Linked DNA regions of Mus musculus: region 1 is linked to region 2. The links are chromatin contacts, called in public Hi-C maps. All regions are on one chromosome and are shown on one strand. The core of a region is the stretch at or near the end of the contact, and the rest is flanking DNA. Distances in the headings are between cores, read along the strand shown. Region 1 has its middle 18 kb from the start of Mrpl46. Region 2 has its middle 450 kb from the start of Gm39038.

What was found. Hi-C and Micro-C count contacts between places; a contact is called where the count stands out from the background.
Region 1: a Hi-C map of the N1E-115 cell line shows a contact between it and region 2, with 6 times the contacts expected there. The contact joins two enhancer-like sites. A contact is called at or near these places in 1 of 484 Hi-C or Micro-C datasets (the N1E-115 cell line) and 1 of 115 datasets of contacts at active chromatin or transcription factors (astrocytes).

Annotation. Positions count from the first base shown.
Region 1 is chr7:78,763,183-78,767,818 of GRCm38.p6, reverse strand. No RefSeq gene overlaps it. Among named protein-coding and RNA genes, the nearest start is that of Mrpl46, 18 kb to the left of the region's middle. Within about 2 kb of position 1,543, at least 31 of the 459 cell types and tissues checked have an H3K27ac peak or open chromatin away from gene starts, as enhancers often do. A contact at or near this core is called in the N1E-115 cell line, where this site is marked.
Region 2 is chr7:78,118,259-78,123,268 of GRCm38.p6, reverse strand. No RefSeq gene overlaps it. Among named protein-coding and RNA genes, the nearest start is that of Gm39038, 450 kb to the left of the region's middle. Within about 2 kb of position 1,973, at least 6 of the 459 cell types and tissues checked have an H3K27ac peak or open chromatin away from gene starts, as enhancers often do. A contact at or near this core is called in the N1E-115 cell line, where this site is marked.

The sequences.
Region 1 (4,636 bases), core at 294-2,793, 640 kb before region 2:
CTTGCTCCTGGTAGCATTGTTTTCTTCTGCTGTCCCCAGCCCTCAGGGTGATGGCTTTACTCTTGCTCCTCTCCAAATTGCCTCTCCATACCCTGTTTGGTTTCCAGCTCTCTCAACACCATGGGAACTCATTCTCCATGTTGAAAAGTCTCTTTTGAACGACATGGCGTGGGCTACATTTTCCTAACTGCATCCTGACTGATGTTGAGCCAACGCCACGACGATAATGGATTTCACGGTGTCACTTAAACACGCATGTAATGTATTTGGGAGTAACCACCTCCTCATCTTCTTCTTCCATAGTCATCTCTTCAATTTTGGGGGCATCTTCAATTATTTTTTTTCTCTACAGTATACATATGAGAGAGCACCTGTGATAGTATTTTTTGAATCCAGCTTATTTTACTTAATGTCCATTTTCCCATAAATGACATGAGTTTGTTCTTTGTGGCTAGGTAGCACTCCATTGTGTATACATACTACACTCTCTGTGTTCATCTGTGGGTGAACCATTTTGGCTTTTGTGAATCGTTGGTGATCAACACCAGCACGCAGAAGTCTCTGACATGTGTCAGTTTTGATTCCTTTTCAGATAATCCTCAGGAGCAACACTCACAGGAGAGCAGTCTCATCCCTTGCCCGTAGCTCTCTAGGTGTGGTTGAATCTCTGTTGAACTAAATCCTAGTTCATACCATTCAGTATTTTGCTGAGTTCAGTGGCACCTTCTCCTCTGCTTCTCCAGGGCTTTACTGAGCTAAAGCTTCAGGAAGCATCTCTGCCTTCTCTAGGTGGATACAGAGAACAGTGCCCAGCCTCACGACAGACTCCATCTTCTTGGATAGAGTCCATTTGATGGACAGTGTCCTTGCAGAAACTTAAAGGGGCATTTTATAGGACCAGATTTTTGCATCATTTAGCTAGATATGATTTCAGAAGCCACGTGGGTCATCACTACCTGGCTCCTCAGGAAAGAATGGGAGCCATCTCTATCTCCCTAAAGATTTATGGTGTGAGAACTGACCACCGAAACTAAATTCACATTTCATGGACACACCCTTGGGCAAACCACACTTTGATTCTGGCTTTCTTGTTCTCAAAATTATGAGAGATTGTTGCCAGTCATTTATTACTGTTTTCAAAATGCCAAGGGAACTGTATAATCTTGAACAAGTTCTATGCCAGCATGTGGGCCTCGTTTTCTGCATTGGCAGTGTAAGAATGTTGGATTCACGTCCTGGTTGGGGCAGCTGCTGGTTCATGTGCGTCAGGGATTGGGTGAGTCTGTGCAGTACACATCGTATCCACAGGGAGGCGCCACACACAAACGTATATCCCTCCTAGGTACGCTTGGCCAAAAGCTGGGCTGTGGGTCAGAAAGCCCCACTGGCTCTTAGGCTTTCTAGCGTGTTATTACCGCCAGGTGGCCATCTGTCCACAACAACGAGTCAAGGCACGATGGCCACTGCAAACACGCAACTGTATTGCAAGGAAGAAGTCACCAACCAAATCGTTAATGCATTAGCTTAATGCATCAGAAGGAGCTGACAGGATTAAGCTGAGATCACTAAAAGGGTGAGGCAGCTCAGGAGAGGTAGAAAGAACTGGGGGAAAGGGCAAGGACACCAGCTTGCAGGCAGGTTGCCGGCCGCGTACTGGACTCGATGTTACATATTCACAGGTTGGTAGGTTCACCCTGTGTTCTGAGTTTCTCTGACACTCGTGAGATACCAGTTGAAGAAGCAACTCTAGCTGACAGATGAGGGAAGAGCTGGAGGGAGGTGGCTTGCTAGCTAGTCAGTGGCAGAGCTCCATCTTAAGACCAGTCCTCATGTGCCATGATGCCAGGTTCAAGCAGCACACCCAGGATCCTGGAAGCAGCTAGTTTTTACCCGAGCATGGAGTGGGTTCGGTGGAATCTATTCGTCACAGCTCCTGGCATATGACAGGGAAACAGTGCTGACCTTGGCTTCACATGTAGCAGAGAGTGAATCGAAGTGGACTCTTTGAGTCACCTGCTTCTATCCCTTGTTATATTTTGAGACAATAAGGCCCAGAGTTAGTCATTTTGCCAAGGATGGAGCCAAAAGCAAGAGAGTAGGAAATCTTCATCCCCACCTGGGCTTTTGCTCAGATGTCCTGTGGGCTCTGCTTGGTTGTAGTGTGGGATTCCCAGCATTGTTTGGGAGCCTACGGGCCTGCCCAATTGCCCTCAAATGCCAGCCTCCTAGGTGCCAGCCTTGCCCTGCCGCCAGCATCTCCTCCCCTGCTGGCCAAGCTCCTTGGCCTTTGTTAAGACCTGTTGGGCAAAGCAGGGATTACCCAGCATGCCAGGCATGTAGAGGCCAGAGAACCAGGCTCTTGGCTCTGCACAGCTTTCCCTGGGATTACAAGATAATGCATTTGAAGAAACATTAACTCATCCAAGTTTATGGATTATATGGAAACGAAATCGTAGTAATCTCCTCAGCCATCTGGTCCTTGATGCCACTTAGCCAGGACCTCCCAGAAGCGCCCCTCCCCCCAGGTCCCCACACAGGGCTGGGGACAGGGATGGCCATGTTCCTTATTCCTCAGGCCAGGGCAGCATTTTCCAAGGGTCTTGGAAGGGCCAGTACAGTTTGTGCCTTCAGTATCAGAGAGGTGGGCAGGGCAGCTATAGCAGGGCAGAGATGTGGAAAACCATTCATTACCAATAATGCTGCATATGGGCCGTCAACCTGTGTTTGTAATGAAAACCCGACTTTGCAGTTTAGAAAGCATCATTAGGCACATTTCTAGGGTTGGAGTGCTGGGAGGGGAATTTTTCTCCAGATGAGATGCTTGCATCTTCCATCTTTCTAAAGAATCCCGAGCAATGGAATCCCAGCCCTTCTCTGCCTCCAAACCAGGGGATGCAGGTTCTCTGCAGCCAGGACTTTGAATTATGCACTTGTGGCAGAGTGCAATCTCCTGAAGCTGTCTAAAGGGGAGGAAGCGGAACAGGGTGATGTACAGGGGCAAAGCACATGGATTTTGGCTCTAGCCCACCTAGTACGAATTCACTGTCACCGTATGACCCTTAGCAAGTCATCCTTACCTTCTGTGGTTGTTACGTGGAATGAGTGTGTTTATTTAAATTAAAAATTGTTTATTTATCTACGCGTACAGATGCAGCAGTGCGTGTGTGGAAATAAGAGGGCAACTTAGACTACGTGGGTTCCTGAGACTGAACAGAGGCTGTCAAGCTTGGAAGCAAGCACCTTTACCTGCTCAGCCATCTTGCCGGCCCAGATGTGCTTTTTTAAAAAAATCGTTCATTCATTCATTCATTCATTCATTCATTCATTTTGTAGTGCTGGGGGGTTGAACTCATAGACTCACGATGCTATGCAAACACTTTAGCACTGAGCCACACCTGTAGCCCTTAAGTGTCTGCATTTAAAGAAGAATCTTCTACCTGTTGCCAGGGCCCCATTCATTCTGTCTATGAGTGAGGTTGTAGTGGATCCCTCACACCCGTGGCGTGCTGGTAGGTAAGCATTTGGAGGTGGTGGATGGGTGGTAGGTGTCCTTGATATGGTACCTCATGCTGATTTCCTTGGTGTAAATACTCCCGTCAGGGTTAGCTTTGAGGTCCCACTCACTGCAGAGCTGAGAAGAGGGGCATGCTAGTAGCTGTAAAGAGTTGGTTCCAGTGATGCTCAAGCCTGTGGCCCATGGGTGGGAGGAGGTTCCGTAACAAGTATTCCATGGCACAGATGTAGCTCAGAGGTGGAGAGTGCTTGCCTTGCATACGCAAGGCCCTGGGTTTGGTGCCAGCACTGGAAATAAAATGACAGGTGTTCATACTGGTTGGTAAATGGTCACTATTTCAAGAGCCCCTCCCTTATCCCATTAGCCTTGGCCTTCCTCCAGTGAGCATCTTAACCTCTCAGTCATCCATCTACCACAACAGTGGGCCCGAGTCAGTGATCTAGTCAGTGCTACTCCTGGTTGATCATGGCTGAACTGGACCAGTAGATAAATGACTTGGGTATCACAGGCCTGTGTCCCCCAAGATGTTATGTTCGTTTATCTAGTGTCCCTGACTTATGGGCGTGCTTCATTGCTGTCAGCTACTTTCTGAGACCTCCTCCCCTTGCAGTCTCAAAGAATGGCTATAAGACAAGGGACAAACGTTGTATCTGGAGTCTGAACTGGTGTAATTGGAGGTGTCTATCCCCATTAGAATAGAGTCGTACATGGTTTGCTTAAATGATTAAAAATGCAATCAATATGACCAGCTTCACTGGCTTGGAGTATCATATTTCTTTTATTTCTCCAATTAGCTGCTTGAGCAGGCTTGATTATTCAAAAGTTTATTTAGGATTGCTCTTTTGAGGCTTTTTGCCCCATTGAGTTGTTGGCTCCTTATGAAGGAAGTAGTCCTAGTTTCAAACGCCAGGCAGAAAAACAATTCGAGTCAGATCAGTTGGCTGGCTGGCAGGTTGGGTTGGTGGCTTTGCTCAGGACTCAGAGCCTGAGTGATGTGCCAAAATAGTTGGATGCAGGCAATTGGGAGCAAGGCAGGCATAGAAACGGGTGGGATGGGCTGGAGGTGTCAACAGAGTGTGGTGAGGTCTGTGGTGAAGTGTGTGTCTCACGAGCCAGCTGTGG
Region 2 (5,010 bases), core at 724-3,223:
ACATTATACACAGAAGGTAGATGGGGAGAAGTGTCACTGGGCAGGTGGGAGATGTTAAGTTTCCAAGAGGACTCAGAGTCTCCTGCTGAGATCAAAGATTGATCTTCATTTCTAGTTTCCTTTTCTATTTTCCCAGCCTGACAAATAAACAAAATCCCAGCTGAGCTACCCCTGCTCCAAGGCCAGGCCACAGCAGAATTCAGCCATGATGTCTAAGATCCTGGTTGTTTACAATAGCTTAAATGCTTACAGAACAAGTACAGGAAATTACAGGTACCTTTCAGATGATTCTGCTTTTGAGGTCAGATCCATGAATGTCCTATTGGTTTATGATTCCACTAACAGCAGGCTCAGAGAGATGAGAGCTCTTACAGTTCAGTGTCCACACAAAGGTGACCAAAGGGTGTGGGCGGTTAGTATAAAAGAGGAAGCCAGGGAACAGCTGTGTGGTGTGAGCTTAAGATCTATGGCATTCTGCATGCATACTGTTGCCAGATGTTGAGCATACATTGCATGTGGGCTTTGCACAGATATGAAGCATAAATGCATTATGTAATAATTGCAAGTACATAAAAAAGACCAGTTTTAATAGACAGTAACCAAGTCTAAGAGAGGCTAAATAACTTTCCAGAACACAATGAGGTGCTTGAGCTAGAGTTGGGCATGTTTTAAGGATGCATATGCATATATATGAGAACATGTGTATGTATATGAGCACATATATGTATATGAGCACATGTATATGTACATTTACACCCACCGAGGTCCTTGTATATGGGACAGGGAGTATGTGAATTCATATGTACATATGTGTGGAGGCTCAGAGGACAACTTCAAGTGTGGTTGCTCAAACACTATCCACCTTGTTTCTCGAGGTTGTGTCTCTCAGTGGTTTGGACATCCCCAGCTACTCTGGCTATCCAGTGAGCTCCAGGGAATTACGTGTTACTTCCTATTCACAGCAGTGATTGCCAGCACATGCCAGTGTGCCTGGGTTTTATGTGTGTATCCTTGGGATCAAACCCAGGCTCTCATGCAAGTGAAGCAAATACGTTACCAACTGAATTATCTTCCCAGTCTTGGGATTTTGTTTTCCTTCCATTTATTTCCTGTGGAAAACTTCTGCCTTCTTTATCTTAAACTTCAGTTTCCAAGATGTGTCTGTTACTCAATGCTAAGTTAGCCAGTAAGAGTTCTATTAGAATCAAGTTTAATACTAATTCTAGTGCTATGGATTCTGATGATTAGGCCAAGCAGGAGACCAAGAACCTCTGTTTTAAGAAAATTCTAGAGATACAATTGAGTTATCTTTAATAATAATAATAATAATAATAATAATAATAATAATAATAATATAAGGAAAAATAACTCTTTTGGTAATTCAGTTGTATAGAGAGGTTGAGAGCCCTACAGAGAGCCACATGGAAAGTCCCCAAACTGATTTTGCTCTTTCCAGCTTTATAAAGGAGGGCGAAAGCATCAATTGTAGCCCTCATATGTTATCTTCCCTTCTTCATTTCAAGAAAGTAAAAGGGGAAAAAGGAAACACAGAAATCTGCCCTGAAATGGGTAAGAGTATAGGAGAAGGAAGTTAAAAAAAATCCCATGTATTTTACATACCTATTCTTTAAAAACAGATGCATGTGCACTCAGCAAAGGGAGACACGGGTTTAGTATGAGGTGGAAGTGGGTTTATATTCTCTCAGGGGGTTGGAATACTTGGCTCTGCTTTATGTCCTAGTGGTAAACCCTTGGACAGTCGATCATTCAGCCCAGTTGCCACCATTGTAGAGAGAAAGAGCCAGATTAGATGACTTTAAATGACCCCTTTACTACTGACATTCTGTGACTGTGTTCCTTGTAGATCCCACACTGCTCAGCAAGCAAAGAGGTCTGTGTCTCTCAGACTCTGGGGAGATTAAAAAAAAAGGGAGTGGGTAGAGGAGGAAAGAAAACAGACAGCTTCTATGCTGGACAGTGCGACCCGCCTGGTGTCGACAGATCAATGTCTGCAGGGTGGGAGGTGAGCAGGGCTGCAAAGATGAGGGACCAGCTACGTGATATTTCTCTGGCGACAGAACTCTTCAGTGCTGAAGTAAAGTAATTGAACTTAATGTCCAAACACAAATCCAGTCCATAAATCCAGGTGCTGTCTATTGGAAATTTCAGAAAGGCTCTGCCTTCTTTAATCTTATCTCTGCCAGACAGTTACTGTGTTCTTGATGTAATTAGAGTGATAAAACCGTGTGGTACAACTGCTGGTTTCTATCATGGCATCGCTGCTGTTGACTTAAATGACAAGGTAATAATTTTATAAGAGGCCCTTTATTTTTATTTCTCCCTCCATTGCGGATGGGTGTTTTCCAAATGGAGGATCATATCTTTCTAGATAAGCTCACCAGACACCAGACACCAGACACACAAGGGCTGCTTCATTCATTGCCATTTAGTCAAGTATCCACATCTCTCAAGGGGTGGTTGAGGTTGTTTTTAGTAGTTAAAATGATAGGGCTAGCTAGGGAGTTTTAGAACGTTAGCACATTTCTTGCAGAGCTGAGTGATTTATGCATCCTCCCAAATTAACCCTGGAGGGAGCAAAGCTGCCCTTTTCACCCATGTATTCTATGAGAAAGACTAAGTTTGTGTATAGTCTGTGCCCATGAGGGCACTATTCAAATGGATAGGTCCAAAGATAGACATTCTTGACCTTTGGTGGGGGCGGGTCAGACCAAAATAATCTAGAAAATAGTGTTAGACAGGAGGAATGGACATTGAAGACCTAAAATAAGTTTAGTTTGAAACCAAAAAGCCATTTGGAGTCCAAGGACAAACTCAAACCATCTTTGGAAATACAAAGAGCCCAAAGGCTCATGTCTGGCTCTAATTTGCACTTCTCTGGGAAGGCACTTTGGTGGGATCCCACATTCCAGCCAGACAGTCACAGGCTCACAAGTGACAAAGCCCCAGAGCTGACACTTCAGCACTGGAGATTCCAACACTTTCTTGTCAAAAATAAAATTCAGCACAAAAATTCAATGTTTAATGATTTGCAGATATGGCTAAGCAAGGTTCTTTAGAAACTGGGTGGCTGTTGTGTGCTCCCATGAAGAACTTCTCCCAGCATCTTCTAACTGTAGTGACTAGAGTGACAGGATAGAGTTATGTGGCTTAGAGACAAGAGAAGAAACAGTCTTCCTTTATTTCAACCCGAATAATTTTTTAGTTTCCTTCCATATGGCTGGCTTGCTGCTCTTCCATGAGAGAGCTGGCAAGAAGGAATCCTTAATGTGCCAGACATGTATAAAAATGTACAAAATGTATAGAGGGCCAGAGACAACTGGTAATTCAAGTTGAAGGACTCAAAAATCATATTCCTACCCTAAACACCCTGGTTATCTATACCTCCTTGATGGCCTTTTTATATGTATCAATGAAGAAGAAGACTTTGTGAACAGAGAGCAGAGAGTTGCCTGACTCTTTTCCCCAATAATAAAAGTGGTGCTGCTCTCCAGAAGACACCATATCCTGAGATATCACAGAAGATCCACTGCACACAGAGCATTTGGTAGGAACCCTCCTGAAGTCCCACAGCAGCTGCTGGGAGCCTAGTGGATTCAGGAATCCATTAACCCCCAAAACCCCTGCTCACCAAATACCACTCCACTTTTCCCAGCCCTTTCTGCTGGTACAGATTGCTAGCTAGTCTGCTCCCCTGAAGATACCACAATCTGAGGCATTCCAGGAGATCCAATGCCCACAGGGCAACTGAGCAACTGATTGCCAGCTTGCTTGTTCCCTTGAAGACACCATAGCTTGAAGGCATCCCAGGAGTTTCTCTCTACACAGGGCAACTTGGCAACCTACACCACAGTCTGAAGACCTCCTGGAGGCTCTGTGGCATGCAGGGCAACTGACCCAACAGACACAAAGCCTCCCTGGATTTCTGCTGCACACACAGAAACAGAAACCACAATCCATAGCCCCCCACCCCACCTAACAGCTTCACACAGGACAACAGCTTGACTGCTCCTCTGAAGACCCAACAGTCTGAAGGCTTCCCAGGAGATCTACTGCAGTCAGGGCATCAAAACAACAGCTTCTATACCCCTTTGAAGACCCCCTAGTTGGAGGGCACCACAGGAGGTCTGCTACAGCCAGGGCCACAGGCCTACCAGGAGTCCTAAAGCAACCTAGGGACAGAAGAGGCAGACTCTAGACAGAGTCACCCAGACCAGCAAACACCAGGAATAACTAGATGTCAAGAGGTAAGTTCAAGATCATAACCTGTGGAAGCCAATATATGTGGGCATCATCAGAACCCAATTCTGTCACCACAGCAAGCCCTGAATATATCAACACATCTGAAAATCAGGAAGCTGACCTAAAACCCTATCTCATGAAGATAATGGAGTCCTTTAAGGTGGATATAAATAACTCACTGAAAGAAATACAGGAAAACACAGGTAAATAGGTAGAAGCCCTTAAAGAGGAAACAAATTCCTTAAAGAAATACAGGAAAACACAATCAAACAAGTGAAGGAATTGCATAAAGGGGTCCAAGACCTAAAAGTGGAAGTAGAATCAATAAAAATAAAGAAAACACAAATGTAAGCAAACATAGAAATGAAAAACCTAGGAAAGAGGTCAGGAATTACAGATGTAAGTATCACAAACAGAATACAAGAGATAGAAGAGAGAATCTTGGGTGTGGAAGATACCATAAAAGAGATTGACACAACTGTCATAGAAAATTCAAAATATTAAAAACTCCTAACTCAAAACATCCAAAAAATTCAGGACACAATGAAAAGACCAAACTTAAGAATAATTGGAATTGAGTAGAATGAAGATTCCCAGCTCAAAGAACCTGAAAATGTCTTCAACAAAATCATTGAAGAAAACTTCCCCAACCTAAAGAAAGGGATGGCCATAAAGGTACAAGAAGCCTATAGAACACCAAATAAGTGGGACCAGAAAGGAAAATCCTCTTGACACATAATAATCAAAACA